2 separate regions of the Zea mays genome follow, and region 1 is linked to region 2. A link is a contact called in public Hi-C data. All regions are on one chromosome and are shown on one strand. The core of a region is the stretch at or near the end of the contact, and the rest is flanking DNA. Distances in the headings are between cores, read along the strand shown. Region 1 holds the start of LOC103642454 (vacuolar sorting protein 18). Region 2 holds the start of LOC118473551.

Region 1 (5,507 bases), core at 2,101-4,600, 410 kb before region 2:
TATTAACCTTGGAAATAGCAACATAAAATCTTATGTGCCATGACAAAGAATACATAAACTGAACTAAATCAACAGAAGATCTCACAGAACTATAGCAATTTATGAATTATGGTAACACACAATTGACTGATAAGCTTATACTCCCTACATTCTCTTTTATAAGGCACCACTTAACATGAGAAGATCTCCTAAATTACACTATGACTATCTATTTATTTTATTCTATATTTTTTATACTTATAAACCTATGATAATTAGATAGTAGATTTAATTAAAAATCTAATTATATCAAGTTTGTGTTATAATAATTAAAATTGTTAGTCAAATTATTGGTCAAAGATCTTGGAGTCTGAACCTTGATATGCGTGTGCGCCTTATAAAAGAAATGGAGGTAGTATATAGCATAGCACTTTCACATGTGATATATAACTGCATCAGAAAGTTTAATTACCTGCTCACCTATTGATATAAATTTCAGGCTGATCTCCTCAAACGACAGGATGTAATTTATCTATAACCAAGCAAAGTGTTACCGCAGGGCACATGATGTAATTTAGACTCAATGCTAAAAAAACATAGATAGTAATGAATGCTACCACAGGGCACAAATAACAGTACGTGTATCACCTTTGCATAGAAGGATGCTGCTATGTAATACTCTTTTGCAGCAAATGCAGCATCAGCCTGCAAAACAAAGGTTTATATAGAAGAACCGAAGTCATTAACCAATGATCAACATAAAATTGAAATAAGAACTCCAGCTTATCATCATACAGAAGGGGAATACAAAAGCAAAAATGAACATGTCAAATTCTTGTGCAAATTACATAAAGTTGGACACTGCATCAAGATATATGAATAATACCTGAACTAGGTAGACTTGATCACGCTGGAAAGGATTACGGCAATGGGATAAAGCAGCAGCATAATGATTCATATCCAAGTAAACTTGCCACATGTCACAACCCTCGTCTGAAGTGGAAACCTAAATAACTCATAGCATTAGCTATTCAAATCAGGAAGCGTTGATGACATGACTCAAAGAAGAATCCAAAAGTCCCAAACCTGGAATATAGAACTTTCATCATATGCATAGAAAAGTCCTGTAGATGGATCACTACAGAGGCCAATTATTCCTCTTGAAGTTTCAGGTGTATCATCAACTACAAGTTCCTCCACCATCTGCTGACTTATTCTGTTCACTACCTAAAAATTTTAGGTTATGCATTGGTTTTGTAAAGAAATACACACGATAGTGGGAAGTAAAAAAATAGTGTGAGAAAGCAAAACAAATTACAGGGAAATGGTGTAAAGATAAACTTTTGAGAATCTTATACCTTAATCTTGTCCCCAATCAGAAGCAGAAAATGGAATTCAGACAATGCAAATGACCTTGGTTTAATTCCGGAATCCCCCAATTTTGAATAGTCAAAAAAACCCTTGTTCTCCACAAAGTTCTCATCTCCACTGGTAGAGCTGGAAAACAAAATTCAGTTAGGAAAAACATAGTGCAGAAATTCCAGAGACGTAAATCGTGTTTCCTTTAATGAAATGCAGTGGTAGGATGGATTACTCAGATTCTTTAGCAACCAAGCGAGTGACAGAGCTGTTTTTTTGGAAATATACATGTTATTCAATGGTTGATTCAGTGGTTCACCTGTGTTGTGCTCCAAAATTCAGTTCACCATGATAGATTCCAGATCCAGAAAGCCATCCAAAGTGTTTAGCCCTTCTTTGTTTGATAAAGAAATGTAGTTCACTGGGTGGCATGCAATGGACACATAAGTTAGAAACACAGAAAACTAGTGTGTATATATGCCTATTCTGTGAGCACTGTAGAAATCATATTGGTTACCTATTAGGTATCTCTCCTGGGAGCTCCATAAAGTGTATGGCCCGATCAGAATAACTAGCAAAAACAGTCTGTGGACATCACAAATTTCAATATAATACAATGGAAAGCCCTTTTAAAAAAATCTATAGTATATGGTGTTGCTTTCCAAAAACTAAAGCATTCGAAGTCAAAGCATAAGCATCTCGTCTTTCGAACATAAGCACTAACACTAACAAGGACATCAGAGCCTCAAGATAGCAAACTTGCCTTCCCAACTAATTTAATAGGATAATCCTGAACTTATCAATCAAAATGTAAGAGAATTAATACTTACTTCTAGTGAACCAATGCCAGTAAAAGAGTAAAGTCGTGTCGGAGTGACGGCCATCACATAGTATCTTGTGGAATTTCCAACCACAGCAGTCTCCATCTGCACAACAAATTGCTCAATCACGCCCACTCCAGCGAAAACAGAAGAATTTATTTAACATCAATTGACAGTATCTGAAACCTGCAGGTCCTTGATGCCTTCTCTTTGCTCAGTGAGCTCGAAGAGTGGCTTCACATACTTCTCCCTTTTGTCAGCCTCGTCCACGGCCATCTCAAAGATTTGGCCGCTCTCAGTACCCAGGATAACCTCCTTGGTTGATGCTGCAGCACCAAAATCAGACGATCGACGATGAAATGAATTTTCCAATAGATGATGATTGAATCCAGAGGAAGGGATCGGGAATTACCTTCCGTGATGGACTGGCGGTTCCAGGCGACCGCATTGACAAGGAGGCCCCGGAGGCGGGGGAGGAGCTTGGGTCGCGGCCACCTTGCGTGGTGGTAGTACGTCTCTGCGCCGCCGGGGTGGACTACCGTGGCGACGCAGTGCTTGCCGCCGGGATCCAGGAACACTCGGTGCACCGAGTGGTCGCCAGAACGGCCGCTCCCGAGGTCGAGATCTGCGGGCGCGGGGCGGTGAGGTGATGCCTTGCGAAAAAGGGAGAGGGGGGACTTACCGTGGGCGTCCTCGAAGGAGAAGTCGTGGCGGACGAGCCAGCCGCGGGAGGTGCCGAGGACGATGACGTCGCTGCCGGCGGCCATGGAAGTCACGACGCCGTGGCCCCGCGCGGCCTGTCGCTCCAGGGGGTCCACGGAGAAGAGCTGGCCGCCGCCTCCGGCTTCCATGGACGGAGACACGGGGGTCAGTGAGAGCTGCTGAGAACTGAGCGAGTGCTGAGCGGAGGCAGTTGGTCGCCGGCGCGGAAGCTGCTCGTGAGGGGCGGGATCGCTGCGGCCGGCGGTGACGTGTGAGCTCGCGGAGAGCCGAGGAGCCCAGCCGGTGGAGAGAGATGGATCGCTGGCATTGCTGGGCTGGATGTGCTTCCCCACTCCGAGCCTAGAGGCCCGCGATCAGATTCCGGCCCAAAATTTAGATCACGAAACGGCTTCTCTTTTTTCGAATCAACAGATGGCCAAATAGGGGAGGGTTGGAGAGCCGGACAGCGGAGTCACAGTTGCCTTGCCTAGGCCGAAAAGGGAGGCCGGAGAGTCGCGGACGTGGAGAGGGAAGCCGGAGAGCAGATCCTCCGTGCCTGGGCGCGCGCGTCCGTGCGACCATGCCTGGGCGCGTGGCAGACAGTGGATGGCCGGATCCGGATGGGGATCGGTGGGTGCTGGCAGGTGGGCACGTGGCACGGGCGATGGGCGGTGGCAAGTGGCAACTGGGCGCGGGCAGTGGCGGTGGCGGCTGGGCTCCTATGTGCTGCGCTATTCAAACGGGTTAGATTAAGGTCGAGTCGTAGATCATTTAGCACGACTCGTATCTGATTCTTGTTTAGTGTTAGGTTCGGTCCGGCTAGTCTGTGCCTTCCTATTTAACGACATATCGGATTATGTTTTTTCGAGTTGGATCGGATTTTTTGACTTTGGGTCAAGTTTTTTTGAGTTAGGTCGTGTTTTAGATCAAAAATCATAACCCGTACCTGGTCGTGAATTATTGCAGGTCAAAAATTACGACACGTACCCGTCTCTTGCATTGGTCGAGTCGGGTCGAGCCGGGTTTTTATCGGGCAAGTCAAGTCAGGTTGGTCGAGTCGAGTGATCCATGATCAGGTCTAGTGCTAAAATCCTAGGACTCGAGACCTGTGGCTTGCACCTGGATGAGTGGGTTTGTGGGTGGTGCGTTATGGTTTGCTCTTTAGACTTTGTTAGTTTGTTGTTCGCTTCGGATTAAAACCGACGGTTTAGACTGCTGCAGCTGCAATCCATAAAGATAAAAATATTATAGAAGGCGATACGGATTAAAGACAAGAGAACAGGCTGGTGTGTGGGCTGGGCAAAAAAATTATGACTATATGTGAAGATTACCAACGGACGAGAGATAATATCAAAATACATATTTATTCCAACTTAGGTCGCGAGGTCGGTCGCGGGCCTAACCCGCGGGTCAAAAGCTATATTCCGGATCCATCGGATTAAGATATTTGATAGATATCTAAATCCACGGGTGATGGAGACGAGGTTCGATCTTTCATCACATTTAATGAGGGTGTTTGGTTCTATTGAATTAGTTTGTATCACATCGAATGTTTTAATGACAACTACATATATTAAATATAGTCTAATTATAAAAACTAATTACGTAGATTAAGACTGAAAGACGAGACAAAAAATTATTAATCATATATATATGTGCTCGTGTGTTACCACATAAGTTAAAAATTAATATAAAACATAGATCCAGAAAGACAAACATCGCTATGATATGTGCAGCCATCTTCCTAGGTTCCAGCGCACGATGGCGTCCACCACCACCACCTTCCTCGTTGTCTTGCTGCTTGTAGCAGCGTCCGCATTGCTGGCGCGATCCTGCTCACCTCACGACCTGCACAAGCTGCTGAGCGTGAAGCAGACACTAGGCAACCTAGTGATGTCGTTGACGTGGACCACACTGCTGCCCAACTGCTGCGCGTGGGACCACCTCTGGTGCAACGACGTCGAGCACGTGAACAACATCTTCATCAACAACGCGGACGACATGCGCGGCTAGATCCCGTCCTAGCAAGCAGTTTAACTTTTTATGTTCTAACTTTACATATAATATATATAGATGCATTGTACATTATTACTCATGGAAAAATGTATTTGATTATTAATTAATAACAAGTGGTTCTTGATATATTTTCATATGACAGTGTTTCATATCTTCCCCTAAAGTCCAAACTATCTAGCCTAATGCAAATCGGTCCTAGCATGCTAGTTGCTTCAACAGCTGAGGCGTATATGAAGAATCAATTGATCATATATGAATTATGTGCAATGCCACTGTTAGTAATAAAGTAAACACGACCAATTAATTGAATGATATGAATTTAGATTATTGGCCTCATTTGTCGGTGTTTGGTACCGATGGTGCACTACAAGGCATACCACGTAGTGCTTTTGGGAGGACGTCAACGTTGATCACAGCTCAATGGTTTGTGCGTAGCACGCCGGGACAAAGAGAGTTAGACATGTTCGGGCCGCTCGATCGCGTAATACCCTATGTTATATGAGTTTCTAGTGGATGTATTGCTTGATGATTACAAAAGATGAAGAAAACGAGGATGGTGCAGATGCCCTCTCTCTCATATTGATCTCTCCTTTTTGTAGGAGCTCCCCTTTGACCTTATTGTCGACTGAA
Region 2 (5,373 bases), core at 1,906-4,405:
GGCCACTGCCCAACGCCTCATCCGAGACCCACGGCCAGTGATCGCTGAGACTCGTTCGCCCACTCCCGACGCTCCCATAGCCTCTGGACTCGATGTAGACCACATAGCCGCCCTCCACGCCCAGGCTGCCGGTCTTCACAACATTCGGTCCCTCGTGTCCATCGCCTTGGACCCGACATCCTCCCACTACCCTCATTGGTGGGGGCAGGTTCTCCTCACCCTGCGGTGCTATACTCTCATTGACCACGTCCTCGACGGCATCGTCGCACCGTCGTCCCCGACCTGGTCCTTGATGGACACCATGGTGCTCTCATGGGTCCACGACACCATCAACGTCGAGCTCCAGGACATCATCCGCGACCAGGCAAACATGGGTCGCCAGGCGTGGCTCGCTCTCAAGGAACAGTTACTCGGGGAACTGGGATGCTCGGGCTCTTCTCCTCAACTCCTAGTTCCACCATTTCTCCCAGTGGGACCTCTCTGTGAGGGAGTACTGCCGCAAGATGAAGGGCCTGGCGGACTCTTTCCACGATCTCGGTGAGCCAATGGCGGACCGTACCTTGGTGCTGAACCTTTTGCATGGCCTCAGCCCCCGCTACGGCCACCTGAAGGCTCTCATCAAGAGGGTCGTGCCTTTTCCCACCTTCCATGTTGTGTGGAATGAGCTTCTCCTCGAGGAGCTCACCATGACAATCGAGGCTCCTACTCCGGCACCGACACTCTACAGTGCCACACCTGGTGCCCAGGCGTCTTCCAGGAGACAGCCCCCCCCCCCCCCCCCCCCGCACTCCTCGATCGAGGTTTTCGCTTAGCCCCCTGTCGTGGCCCCTGCAGCCCCTTGTCAGGCTTCCACCGCCGATGGCGACCGCCGCCCCCGCAAGGGCAGATGTGGGGGCGGTAGCTCCACCCGTGGGGTTCGATCGGCTGGGGTGGCGGCCAGGGCTAGCCGTTGTTCTACAACCCCTGGACCAGCACCATCTCCATGTGGCTGGATGAAGCCCCAGTGCATCCCGTCCTCCTATGTTGGTGCCCGCTCTCTTGACTGCTCCCACCTACGGCGTACCTGCATTGCCAGCGTACGGAATGCCTCCGTACGGTGCGCCCCCGATGACCTCGGCCTCGCCTCCGCTCCCGCCTAGGGGGACCCCTACCACAACACCCTGGACCTCGTTCACTAGAGGCTGGGACCCAACCTCTCATCGCCGCCTACAGCACCATGGCGTTGACTCCACCATCTTCTGGCTGGCTCATCGACTTCGGTGCATACCACACCACCCCTACCATAGGCATGCTATCTCGTTCACACCCACCTCATTCTACACAACCTACCTCAATCGTCGTTGGAAACGGTTCCACTCTTCCAGTCACATCAGTAGGTGCCTCGGTACTCCTTGGACCGTTCTATCTCAACGACGTCCTCGTAGCCCCACACATCGCCCATAATCTCCTTTCTGTCCATTGGTTCACCACTAACAATTCTTGTTCCATTGAGTTTGACCTTTCTAGTTTTCTGTGAAGGATCTAGCCACTAGGACCCCACTCGCCCGATGTGATAGCGTCGGGCCCCTCTACACGCTCCGACCCTCTTTCACCGGTGCGTCTCCACCTCCCATCCTAGAGTCCACCACCACCTCCACCACTTGGCATCATCGTCTCAGCCACCCAGGACCTGACATCATGACCAAGCTTTCCAGAAGTTTAGATTCTTCTTTTATTAGGGACATTTTGAATGCCTCTGTCATGCTTGTCAGCTTGGCTACCATACTCGTCTCCCTTTTACTACCTCTTCTTCTCGGGCTGAGCAGGCTTTTGACCTGGTTCATTGCGATCTTTGGACCTCCCGTATACTTAGTCTTTCTAGATATAAATACTATTTGTCAATTTTGGATGATTTTCCATTTTCTCTGGACTTTTCCTCTTCGTTTGAAGTCCGACACTTTTACCACCCTCACTCACTTCTTCGCCTGGGTCTCCACCCAGTTCCGTCGCCCGGTCCATGCACTGTAGTGTGACAATGGCCATGAGTTCGACAACCATGCCTCCCGGTCATTCTTCCCCACCAGTGGCTTCAGTTACGTCTCTCGTGGCCCTACACCTCTGCCCAGAATGGCCGGGCCAAGCGCATGATTCGCACCACCACTAATATGATCCACTGCCTTCTCTTCCAGGCATATCTCCCTGCCATCTACTGGGCAGAGGCCCTATACACCGCCACCCACCTCCTCAACTATCCTCCATCGAAGGCGGTGAGCCACCCCACCCCCTACTTTAACCTGTATGGCACAACCCCTCCTACGACCACCTCCGCGTGTTCGGCTATGCTTGCTATCCCAACACTTCTGATACTGTAAAGCCCAAAAAATGATATAAATAAATAGATATAATTATGTTAGTATTTTGGGGAATTTTCGAAGCCTTTTGGAGATTTATTAGTTCCCTTCCTTTTCATAGTTAGATAAAATAGTAAATTAATCAAGTAACCAATAAATAAATAAAGGAATGGGCATTCCATGCTTATGAATTTGTTGGGGTGCATTTTCGTGAAATGAGGAGTCATAATTTACATTTGATCTCAACTTATAAATTAAAATATAACATGAGAAACGGAATTTGTAATAAAGTAAATTGTCGTTAGAATTAAATATTGGGAAGGTGAATAAATAATAATAGTGGAAATAGTAGGATTTGTATTATATATAATTGTGATTGGGGATCTGAAATGCAAAATAGGAATTTGAATTTGGTTTGAAAATTTCAAATTGGAACTAGAAATAAATTTGAGGTTTAAATAGAAAATGGAAGTGAAAAACAAAAGGAGAAAACAACAGACCTCGTCATAGGCCGAATTTCCAAGTTCTCGGCCCATCCCGTCCCCTCTTGCGCGGCCCAATCTGGTCGCAGCCACTTACACGCGGGACCCACGCCACCAGCTCCTTCCGCCGCCGCGCGCATCGCGCGCCCTCGTCGTCGCATGGGCCCTCATCGCCAGCCTCATCGCTCCGTGCTTGTGACCACTGGTTCACCGCTTGGTGGGCCCGGGCTGTAAGTCATCTTCTTCCTAAACTGAACACCGGGGTGCGCGGCGGTCTCCGCTGGCTGCGTGGCTTCAGCGGCTCCACGCGCATGACCAGGCGGATGCGCACTCGCGAACCCGGTCTGTCCCAGCGCAGCGAAAGCGTGTGGGCCAATGGTGTCGGGCTCGCCCCGTCCTCGGGTTATTCTAATCCCGCGCCGCAAACTCCGTCTTCCTCGGCAACAGATTCGGCAACCGGGGTATAAGAATCGGCCTCCCCTGACCATCTATCCAGTGTGCCGCCGAGATTCCAAAGGAGGGAGAGAAATAGGAGCTCTTGCCGGTGTGGCGCCAGTAGATTTTGACGACTCCCATCGCCCGTCGTGCAAGCACTTCTTGGGAATCTGTGTGCGGTCGGGGTGGTGCGCCTGGAGTTGGTGATCGTGGGCGACGCCTGCGCTGGCAGTGGTGTGGTGGTGGGGTGACCGTGGCTTCTGCAATTCCTCAACGAAGCTCTGAACTTCCAATCGAGCGGCTGCTCATCGGGGACCAGCTTCTCTGCAACATCTTTGACGGTAAGGTCTTGGTAGAATGATTTTCCGTTTCCTCTGTGTCGCGTAGCACCTATCAGTGCGTGTCGTTGGGCACCAGATCGCTGGAGCACCGTTCGCCGGCGAGGTTGCTGCCGTGGCGGGCCCTATGCTGTCGCCAGGTTGGTCCTCTGGGGAAGAAGGGCTCCTTGCCGTCGATTGCGTAGCGTACGGTTCCGATTAAACATAGAGTACCGTTTTGGTTAAGTAAATCTGGACCCTACATCTAAATTTAATGGTCGGCGGACCTCATAAACCTTGGGCCATCGGATCTCGATCTAATGGTTAGGATGGCGTACCGGTTCGGGGTCTGGTCTAGTGCGTTGGATCTTGATCGGGCGGCCCATATTACGCTCCGGTTCTCTTTAAGCCTGAATCTAATCTAGACCACAGGATTCTGATCGGATGGCTTAGAATTCACGATACCCCTTCGCCATGCCATTCTTACTTAAGGACCCCTCTGTTTTCTTAATATCAACCGCCGTCCCGAGTGGTTTAAAGATCCTTACGCTGAGGCCCTGGTTTTTTATAAAATAACCCCTGATCTTTAGTATAATAATGTGTACAGTCCAGAACTCGGGGGAATTAAATAATTGAGTAAGGAAAATGAATTTCTAGTGTAAAAATAATCCTAGAACTTGTTTAATTCCTAGAGAATTCATACTTAGTCCAAATTAATCCATTCCAGTTCCTATAATTTTGTAATAATGTTGTTTATCACCTAGTGTCTCTGTTTTGACATGAATAACACAATAAAATTTATATCCTATTTAATCTTGTACAAAACACATAAAACCTTCAGAAATTCATAACTTAAAATCTATAACTCCAAAATTAATGATTCCTGTTCCTAGAATCTTATTTTAATGTGTAGATTATTATTATTTATTTTATTTACATGTTTGGTGTGATGTTAATTTTGCCTATGTTATGTTTGTCTGTATTGCTACGTTTAGCAGTGAGGACACCGTGTCATCTGAAGAGCAAGTTGGTACCTGGAATCTCAAGTGCCAGGCAAGTTGTGCCCTTGATCACTTTTTTTACCCAGTCATCTTTTGATTAATCATAATGATCTGCATAGGATAATTTTGATGTGACCCTTTATGTTACCCTAGTTTGATTATCTTTATACCTTGACTCCACTAAACTTTTTGGGTAGTACCTGCTATTGCTTTATGTGGTTTTGGGTCTAGAGATACATTTTATTCATGATTATATTTTATTATCAGTTGTTATCTACTGTTCATGTTAAGATCATTATGTTAATTGGAACATGGAGAACCACCCGGGAAAATAGTGCTACCACAAGGGTTGTATGGGACACCCTTGGCTGACTAATTAGGAAAGCTAGTGGAAGACTACCTTACCCAAAAGGGGAAAGGGCAGTAGGGGAGTTGCATGCAGGGAGGTTCTCGGGTTGATTTTGCTGCAATGGCGGTCAGACGAGGGATTCTTACAAGTGCTCTTCCCATAAACTGTAGCGGGTTTTCGAAAGCTAGTGGAACTTTGTAAAGGCCTCGTAGTGTTACCCAGCCTCGCCTCCTCGGTAGAGGTGTACGGGATTGGCCGTCTCTTGGCAGATGGGTAACATGACTTGTGGGTAAAGATGCACAACCTTTGCAGAGTGTAAAACTGGTATACTAGCCATGCTCACGGTCATGAGCGACTCGGACACTCACATGATTAATTTATGCAACTAAACTCAATTTGTCATATGCATTGCATTGAGGGTGTTGTTATTACTTTTGTTCTTCTACTTAATTGGGTTGG

What was found. Hi-C and Micro-C count contacts between places; a contact is called where the count stands out from the background.
Region 1: a Hi-C map of bundle sheath shows a contact between it and region 2, with 3 times the contacts expected there. The contact joins the promoter of LOC103642454 here to the promoter of LOC118473551 in region 2. A contact is called at or near these places in 5 of 25 Hi-C or Micro-C datasets (bundle sheath, ear, endosperm and 2 more).

The regions. Positions count from the first base shown.
Region 1 is chr10:56,372,986-56,378,492 of Zm-B73-REFERENCE-NAM-5.0, reverse strand. It overlaps LOC103642454 (vacuolar sorting protein 18), which reads right to left and starts at 3,350. Exons shown (of 23, transcript XM_020545850.3): 1 at 2,842-3,350; 2 at 2,572-2,784; 3 at 2,346-2,485; 4 at 2,169-2,264; 5 at 1,856-1,923; 6 at 1,658-1,759; 7 at 1,338-1,476; 8 at 1,066-1,206; 9 at 866-985; 10 at 628-684; 11 at 452-511. The coding sequence starts at 3,010.
Region 2 is chr10:55,966,139-55,971,511 of Zm-B73-REFERENCE-NAM-5.0, reverse strand. It overlaps LOC118473551, which reads left to right and starts at 3,155. Exons shown (of 2, transcript XM_035963379.1): 1 at 3,155-3,588; 2 at 4,563-5,373.